2 separate regions of the Hordeum vulgare genome follow, and region 1 is linked to region 2. The links are chromatin contacts, called in public Hi-C maps. All regions are on one chromosome and are shown on one strand. The core of a region is the stretch at or near the end of the contact, and the rest is flanking DNA. Distances in the headings are between cores, read along the strand shown.

Region 1 (4,295 bases), core at 103-2,602, 610 kb after region 2:
ATTGGAATGGTAGTGCATCCTGTTGGCCTCCAGCGCCTTGGAAACCTCCCCAGCGCTCTCTGACGCCTTCAAGAACCTATCGTCGATCTCCGCAAGCACCTGCAGCAGGTCTACGCGTGGCACCTCGGCGGGGACAACCTTCCCCGCCTTCCCCCAGCCGACCACGGTGACTGGTGGCGCGGACTCAGTGTGCTGGTGGTGCACAGACTTATTCTTCCCCTTCCCCTTCCCCTTGCCCTTCTTCTTCCTGGACTGTCCAGGAGCCTTTGGCGGAAGCGACGGAGGCGGTGTGACCATCTCCGGCGTGCGCGGCTCCTCCTCATACTCCTCCCGTGGCGGCACAACCGCTTGCGGAGGGGGAGACGAGGGAGGGCGCGGTGGCGAGGCAGGAACGTACTTCTCGTCTTCCGGCTCGAGGATGATCTCGTCGTCCTCGGGGGCAATGGACGCCATCCCCTCTTCCATGGAGAAGAAATAATCCCACGTGTCAACCCCGGTCTTGGGGTCAATCGGGGGCGGGGGCGGGGGAGGCGGTGGTGGCTGGGGGGTGACCGGCGTCTCCGGAGGGGGCGGCGAGACGGGCGGCGCCTGCTGGCGATGGCGCAGCCTCCGGCGGCGGTCATCGAGACGGGCATCGTCCTCCTCGTCTTCCTCCTCCTCCTTCTCCTCCATGTCCACCTCATCCTCCTCCTCCCTAATGGAGTCGCTGTGGAGCATGGCGGGGCCCCTGGCGACGGCCTTGGGCGGCATGGGCATGCTCATGGAGCGGTGCATCTTACCTGGCGAGGGCGAGAACTCCGGCAGCGGCGGCGGGGGCGGGGGCAGCGAGTCGAGGGGCGGCGGCGGCGGCATTACCTCCTCCACCGCCGCGTCCGCGGAAGCGTTGGCCGTCGCCGCGGCCCCCGAAGCGGCCGCGCCGATCCCGCCGGCCGAGAGCCGGGCGGCCTTGGCCGGCTCCGCGGCGGCCGCAGACGGCGGCACCCCCTCCCCGTGCGCGAACTCGGAGAGCGCGGCCCCCGTGTCCCGCAGCGAGAAGGCGTATGCGGAGTGCGCGGCGGCGAAGGCGTTGCGCGCCGCCACGGCCGCCTTCATGAACTGGCGGCGCTCCTTGCAGCGCGCCACCGCCTCCTCGTTCTCGATCCGCGACTGCGCGCACCCCATCCCGTCCCTCCTCCGGTCTCCGCCCCCCCTACTCCTCCTCACCGCATTGCCAGCAACGGCAGGCAGGCGCAGCAGGGCGAGTGGATCTAGGAATAGTTTGTTGGCGCCCGGCACGAGGCGCGGCAGCGAGCGAGCGGAGCGGAGCGGGGCGAGGGGCGTGGTGCCCGTGGGGGTTTAACGTCCGGTCCACCACCACCACCACCACCGCGCGGCCCCCGGCCCACTGACACGCCGATCCACGCTTGACCCCTGCCCCCGCACGTCAGATGGGCTGGACCGTTGTCAGTGGTGGCGCCCTGGCCCTGCCCCCGCGCGTGCCGTGCTTGCGTTTGTCCTCTCCGGCATGGGGCGCGGCCTTTGCCTAGCCATAGGCGGTAAGGTGAAACGTAAATACCTGGAAACTTCGAGGGGTAGGGGTGGGGGTGGGCTTTTTCACCGTGTCGAGTCACCTGTGCGCGTGCCTTTTCCCGACTTTTCGTTCGTTCCGCTGCTTTTCGGGCCGCTTGTCCCGCGGAGGGGCCCGTCGACTCATGGGAGGGACTCGAGACGTTGGGGCTCGCTCCCTCGCCCGTGAGGCTACCACGTGGGGCGCCTACCTTGGTGGCCCACACGTCGGAGGGGCACGTGTGAAGTTTCGCTCGCTCTTTTGTCTTTTGATTTGGAGAGAGCGGAGGCTGGTTGGGAAGGTGCAACAACTCCAACGGCTCGCCGGGATGGACAGTGCGGCCGGCAAACTGAATGCGTCGGACGGTGGGAGCCCCCGCGACGGTCATCGCGTCACATATACTTCACTCATCAAATGATGGAGAGGTGAAATCAAGCCAGGGATGAAAGCGTGCCTAAAAGAGCAAGATTGTAAATAAATGTGGACTATGCTACTAGACAGTTTGCCACCTCATTAGCTTCCCTATAGCAGTGTTTGATAATCAACAAGACCAACACACGCTAGCTGGTTGCTTACATTTCGTGACCACAGCGACCGAAGGTCCCAAGTAATCTTCCTTTTGCAACGTTCCAAGAGCGAACAAGCTACCCGAACTCAAGGATCACCCTTCTCAACAACAACAACAAAACTAAAAATCACCCTGTTGTAGCCAATATTCAATGCCAGATACACTACATTCCCGTTGGCAATAATTTCAGGTGAATCCACACTAGTCGCGTGGAGTAAAAATCAGATTCTAGCACCCAACATCGTTTCGTCAGAGAAGGAAGCAACCAAGTTAACTTATATAACTTCATATGTCGGCTTCTAGATGGCGATGCCAGATCTCTCGAGAGGTGGAGACGATTCTCCTCTCAACCGTCTTCGTTGCCATCATATGAACCACGTTGTTGCAACTAACGTAAGAGCATCTATAGTTGAATATAACAAATATGATACCTAAATATTAACGAACGTATCCGGTCAGTGGTCGGACGTGTCTTCTATTTGTTCTTCTCTGCAATCATATTTTTTATTTTATTTTTCTCATATGTCCGATCATTTGTACATGATTGATGGAGAGAGAGAAAAAAAGAAAAATGAATAAAAAAAGGAAAATGTGGTTCAGGATGGGATCGCGTCTACGTTACAGAGTGACCGGACGCGTGTGTCACGTCCGTGAGCTGTCATATCTTCCCTATATTTAAGATGGATACGAGGTATACAGATGATATGAGGGGTCCGGTTGGATTATTTTTTTTTTCTTTTTTGTTTTGTTAGGTCACTGATCGGGCGCATCCACTAACATATGAGAGATCGTTTGATCCATCCCGCTGTAGATCCTTTAAGCTCTTTGGATGAGATATCCTTGGTCATTGTTTAGAGTTTAGGCAGAATTTCCAATGATCAATCTCGATCGTTCTTCGAACATTGCTTTACGTGAGCCCAAGTTATTTCCACATATTCTTGGCTCGATCACATGGGAATATAAAATGTTGAATATCCACTTCACCAACGAAACAAACCAGACATTAAATAGGGTCTGAATGTGCTGCCGAGGAAGAACACCATAGCAAGGTAAGAGCAACTCTAGCACAGCCCGCATCCCGCCGGTCCGTAAAACGTGTTTGCAATTCGCGCAAAATCACTTTTGCGGGCCGGCGCGTGCTGGCACAGATGCAGACCATCCAAACGGATCCGTAAAAAAGTATATTCGCGGAATATGCTTTTTTACGGGTCGGCTTCTGCGGGTTCTGCTCGGGCTCCACCGCGACGACCCGCAAACAGAAAACTGCAAATCTCGCATTTGACATAGGGTTTGGCAAACAAGTTCAAATTCAAACGAAATAAACAGTTTGCGCGCAAATAAAAGCGAAGTTCATTACGCAAAAGAGGGCATGCAAAGGTTTGCGCCCATGTGCCGCATCATCTTGGGGGTCGATCTTCACTCCGCGTCATGGAGTCCATATTAAAGTTCATCGGCGCCACCGAATCCACATTCGTCGCTTGTTCCAACTCCCGCACCGAAATCATCCACATTGGCACCATATGGAGCAGAGAAAACATCACCGGAACTGGAACACGGACCGGTCGAGGCGACCATTCTCCTCTTCAAGATATCTCTCCTTGCCATATCATGCCATGTTTTGGTGAGGTCGTCCATGTCATTGCGGTTCATTGACATGATCTTGTTCTCCTCGGCGAGCAACAATGACATCGATTTGGTTTCAGAGGCGCGTGCTTTTCTCTCCTCAATGGCAGCTTTGCGGAGCCCCTCTTCCTTGAGCATTTGCCATTTGTCTTGCTTCTCTTTTGCCTTCTTCTCGGCCAACTCTTTCTTGATCTCCAACGACTTCAACAACATCAACTCGTTTGATTGCAGCATGACATCAATCTTCTCCCTCAAGCTCGCCGCTTCTTGCTCTCTCTTCACCTGCTCGTTAGTCTTCTTGTCGTCATCGGGCTTGTGCAAATTTCTTGGGCCATCATCATCCTCATCTTCATCCATGTTTATAAGTGAGCCTCTCTTTGGTGGGGATTCTCTCTCGATCAACTTCCACTTGTCGCACTTTTGGAGCAACTCCCAACAATGCTTTAATTTGAAGAATTTGCCTTCTGAAGCTTCCATGTCCTTGTATCTATGTTGAGCAATCTTGTCCTATAAAATGTGAACAAAGTGATGCAATCATTTCCCATGATACATTATTAT
Region 2 (4,297 bases), core at 1,039-3,538:
GATGAAAAATCCTGTCAAGGAATATAGGAAGAGCCTGCAAAGGCCACAGGCACAAATGGAAAAATTACTAGCTAAAACAAAGCGTCATGCAAAAGGTACCAGAGAATGCATTCTCTATTTACAATGGCTGTATGATTATGAAATAAAGCGGATGGTGGGAACAAGTAATGCACATGCATGTCAACTATACTGGGAGAAAGAACTACACAATAAGGTTTGCAAATGTAAATTGATGAGTGCAGAAGATCCTTCGTGCATATCTGGAAAAACAATATAACCAGTACAAGGATGCCTATGACAATATATTATGACTTGTGAGTTATGAAGCCAGTTAGCAGTCAGCACTCCAGTATATTGTACTTACTGCATGTTTTATCTCATAACATGCACTTCCAATTTGCAAAACCAATCCTCTTTCACGTAAAATGAAATAGACAGTTGCACATCAATTCTAACGTAAATGAAAAAGACGATAGCACTGTCCACTTCGTGAGTACATCTACAAAGGATGCAATAAGCATGACAGTCAATCTCACCAAAACTTATCCATGGCATTAAATAGAACTAAAACCGCTTTTGCATTTTAATAGTAAAACTAAACTAAAATGATGTGTGGATTCTGATGAGCACCCAAGTTGCGGATTGGAATCACTGGGCATCAGTAGCGTAAATATTATTACACCTTGGTCTTTGAACTCATTTGTCTGGAGTAGACCATATCTTAGCATGTTTACCAATATATGATCATCAGCATTGTAGTTAGAAACTTGAAAGATAGACAATATTATGTTTGCACAAATGTACTGATGGAAGTGCAATATAGTGCGATAAATCATAAAAAATGCAACAAAACTTTGTACCTCCATGGCAACAGCATTACACAGTAGCAGGGTGACAAGAAGCTGGTGCTGCTTTTGAACAACTGGAAGGATAGTAGCTGCAGCAAACAAAACACGCAAGTAACTAAAATATGAACAACAACAAAACAATCAATTGAATATTGAATTACAGATTTTCAAAAGAGGAAAAGTAATAGCAGCATCAGTGTAGAGGCACACATTAAATAAGACATGCTAAAAGAGGTGACACTTAACAGTAACACTTGATAAGCAGTATCTCACTCCTTTGTTGATTCAATTGAAAATTCCTACCACCTACAGATCTGAGGTTTCGTAATGTCTCATGACAGATTATAACAATTTACAGCTTCTCAGAAGGATAAACAAAAACACCAAAAGTTACGGCATATATTACGTGCTGAAAAGCCATAGTTATGTGATACCTGCAATCCTGCATACACAAATGTAGGGGATCAAAGAAGCACTAGAGTGGACATCTTTACAATATCTACTACTCCCTCAGTCCCGAATTGGTTGTCTTAGATTTGTCTAGACTAGATACCGATGTATCTAGAACTAATTTGGGACAGGGGTACATGATACTTCCAATTCCCAGTCGACTAAAGTATCCTCTGATCATTTCATATCTTCCCACGTAAGAGGTGGGTCTTACAAAAAGCCAAATCCCCCACACCCCTTTTTCCCATTTCCCCAATTCCTTGCTTCCTTTTTGTTTGTTCTACTTCCCTACCACAACACTTTTAGAAACATGTCGGCATTAGTAACGTAATTTTTACTGTCAGAACAGAAAATTTTACTGCTAGATGATTTAGCACATGGACATAGTCGTAACCTTTAAATTCTTCCGATTAGTAACAAAAACGACAGCATTAACTCTAATTTTTAGCCATTCAGTAACGATAGTCGCAATCCCCCAAATGTAACATAGTACGATTCCTCTTAAACATCACTCCTCAAACGGCAAACAGATCGAGCACAACGAGGGGAGGATGAAATTGCAAAAAAAAAAAGAAAAAAAAAAGAGGGGGTGACGCGAAAAGTTAGGGGTTCGGATCGGACCAGCCTGCGCCTTCTCGGAGTCGGTGCCGCTGCGCTGGAGGATCTCGAGCTCGACGAGGCCGAGCGACATGAGCCCGAGGGTGAGCCCCGACATGATCCCGGCGAAGAGCACCAGGAAGCAGGAGATGCCGGCGTACGCCCACCACCCGACCGACCCGAATGGCGTGTCATTCCCCTTGAGGATCGCCGCCGCCACGCTCACCCCCGCCGCCGCCGCGGCGCTCGACGCCGGACGCGCCGTCGCCGCGACGGCCCGCACCGCCGCCGCCAGGCTCGCCCCTCTCGCCCTCCCCGCTCCGGCCACCGCCGCCATCGCGCCTCCGCCGCTCCGATGTGCCAGAGCCAAAGCCCCACAGCCTGACAAGCGCTGGCACCGTATAAGGATGTGGGCGAGAGGAAGGCGACAAGATCACTAGGACTCCAGGAGCGGGGCGAGGCGAGGCGCAGGGGCCGTTGGATGCGCCGCGAGGCGTGGATGTGGCCGTCGATCGGACGGCTGACGAAAGGACCGCGGGGCCACCTGTCCCCGCTGCGGCCGAGCGGTGCACGTCTTCGGCGTTTTGGACCGTGGACTGGAAGAATTGGCGGTGGCTGTGTACGTGGCGGTACTAGATCGAGCATTTGTGCTCGCAAGGCATAACGGTATGAGAAAGAGGGCTTCACGATGACCAAATTTGATGTGATTGTGATTGCGATATTCGCATCCATACGCCGATTCAATTGGTGGGATATTCTACCATGAAGAAAACATTGTCAAACTTTGGAAGGTACATATATAATCCTCACGGCATCTCCGGCGTAGACCCTCAAACCTTTATTAAGGGTCCGGACCGGGCAGCCCGGACCGCGAAAGTTATCAAAAACGATCCTGTATTGATCCGTAAAGCGGTTTGGACATGATTTTTCTGTAAATCAAAGACAAATGTGCGGAGGTTTGCGAGATTCCGAACTGCCACTTCGCTCGATTTTGACCATTCTGGTCCATCAAAAATATCTCCTCCCTCTCGCGTGAAACGGCCAGCATCGCTTCAGAGCGTCAGTGCCCGCATTCATATCCGACGAGAGCGTACGTGACCTCTCACTAGCGTCGGCATTGAAGCGGTGCGTTGGTCAAGACAGCGTTGCCTGCATCGCTTCCCGGTGCAGGCGACTGCTGCGCATTCAAATGACACGACGGCCGCTCGTCCGTCCATCTCCCGTCCACATTGATGGCACGCGGTTGCCGAGGCATCTCCTTCGATGCCACCCGTCCGTCCGTCTGCCGCCTGCAATTGCTATATAAACCGCTCCCCGGTCATAGCCGCAGTCATGAGTCTCCGATCCCTCTCTGCACACTGATCTCACAATGGATTCCTCTCCATCAAAGCTCTCTCGAACGGGATGACGTCGGAGCAGAAGAAGGAGACGGACGGCATTGATGCCCGTTGGCGGGCCAGCAGGCAATCGAAGGATGTCGATACCCCCAATGGAGGACGCGATCGACGATGACCCGACGCTATCCTCCTCTTCCTCCTCCATCGTGCCTCCCTCGTCAGTGCACTGCACCATGACCATCGGCGAGGCTCGTGTCATTTACATGGACATGGTGCGGAAGGAGAGGTTCCGGAAGGCGCAGGTCGACGCCGCCTACAACCACCACCTCCTCCAAAAGCACATGTAGACAGAGGAATAGCTCGGTGTCGGTAGGGCAGTCGTGCTCGATGCGGACTTGGCAGAGGAGGAGGCGCTCCTAGAGTCCTACAGCTTTGCTCGAGTGATTCGCCTCACCCGCTGGCGGTACCGACAGCAGGTGGCGGAGGTAGCAGCCACGGCCAAGGACGACGAGGAGGAGCAGGGTGTATCGTGTTTCGGTGAGACCTACGACGAGGAGGAGGACAACACCGAGTCCGCACCCAACGATGGCAGCGAGGAAGAGTAGTGCACGGGAAGTTGCCTTCGCTATGGTCCCAAGAAGGGCACAACTCCTCCCCTACTGTCGATGCCAAGCTTGGTGGGCTGAACAACATGGACGATTAATTGTTTGGCAGCGATGTGGAGGTGGACATGTGCGCTTGTCGGGTCTCTGGAGGAGGAGGTTACAGAGGCAGAGCTGGAGAGCACTCAGGCGGCATAAAAAAGGTCTTTGCGCAATAGCAATAAAGGTTGGGATACGTTTATCTCTTCTGAGCAACCTCTTTTCGGTTCTAAGACTATCCTTGTAGTAGGATACATATGCTTTGGGTTCTTTGTTATGTTGATCGGGAACGAGAGACAAGGGTCCTAAACCTTAAAAATCCTAAATGCTAACCCTAAACCTTTACCCAGGTTCGGTCACTCCAATGGAGGTAAAAGCATACGCCATACGTTTGGTGTTATTGATGATGAACTCGATTACAAGG

What was found. Hi-C and Micro-C count contacts between places; a contact is called where the count stands out from the background.
Region 1: a Hi-C map of seedling shows a contact between it and region 2, with 4 times the contacts expected there. The contact joins the promoter of LOC123442134 here to the promoter of LOC123442103 in region 2. A contact is called at or near these places in 3 of 6 Hi-C or Micro-C datasets (leaf and seedling).

The regions. Positions count from the first base shown.
Region 1 is chr1H:422,302,091-422,306,385 of MorexV3_pseudomolecules_assembly, forward strand. It overlaps LOC123442134 (protein ALTERED PHOSPHATE STARVATION RESPONSE 1), which reads right to left and starts at 1,353. Exons shown (of 4, transcript XM_045118225.1): 1 at 1-1,353. The coding sequence starts at 1,161.
Region 2 is chr1H:421,689,626-421,693,922 of MorexV3_pseudomolecules_assembly, forward strand. LOC123442103 (DUF21 domain-containing protein At4g14240-like) reads right to left here and starts at 2,289. Exons shown (of 13, transcript XM_045118207.1): 1 at 1,920-2,289; 2 at 861-937; 3 at 1-34. The coding sequence starts at 2,232.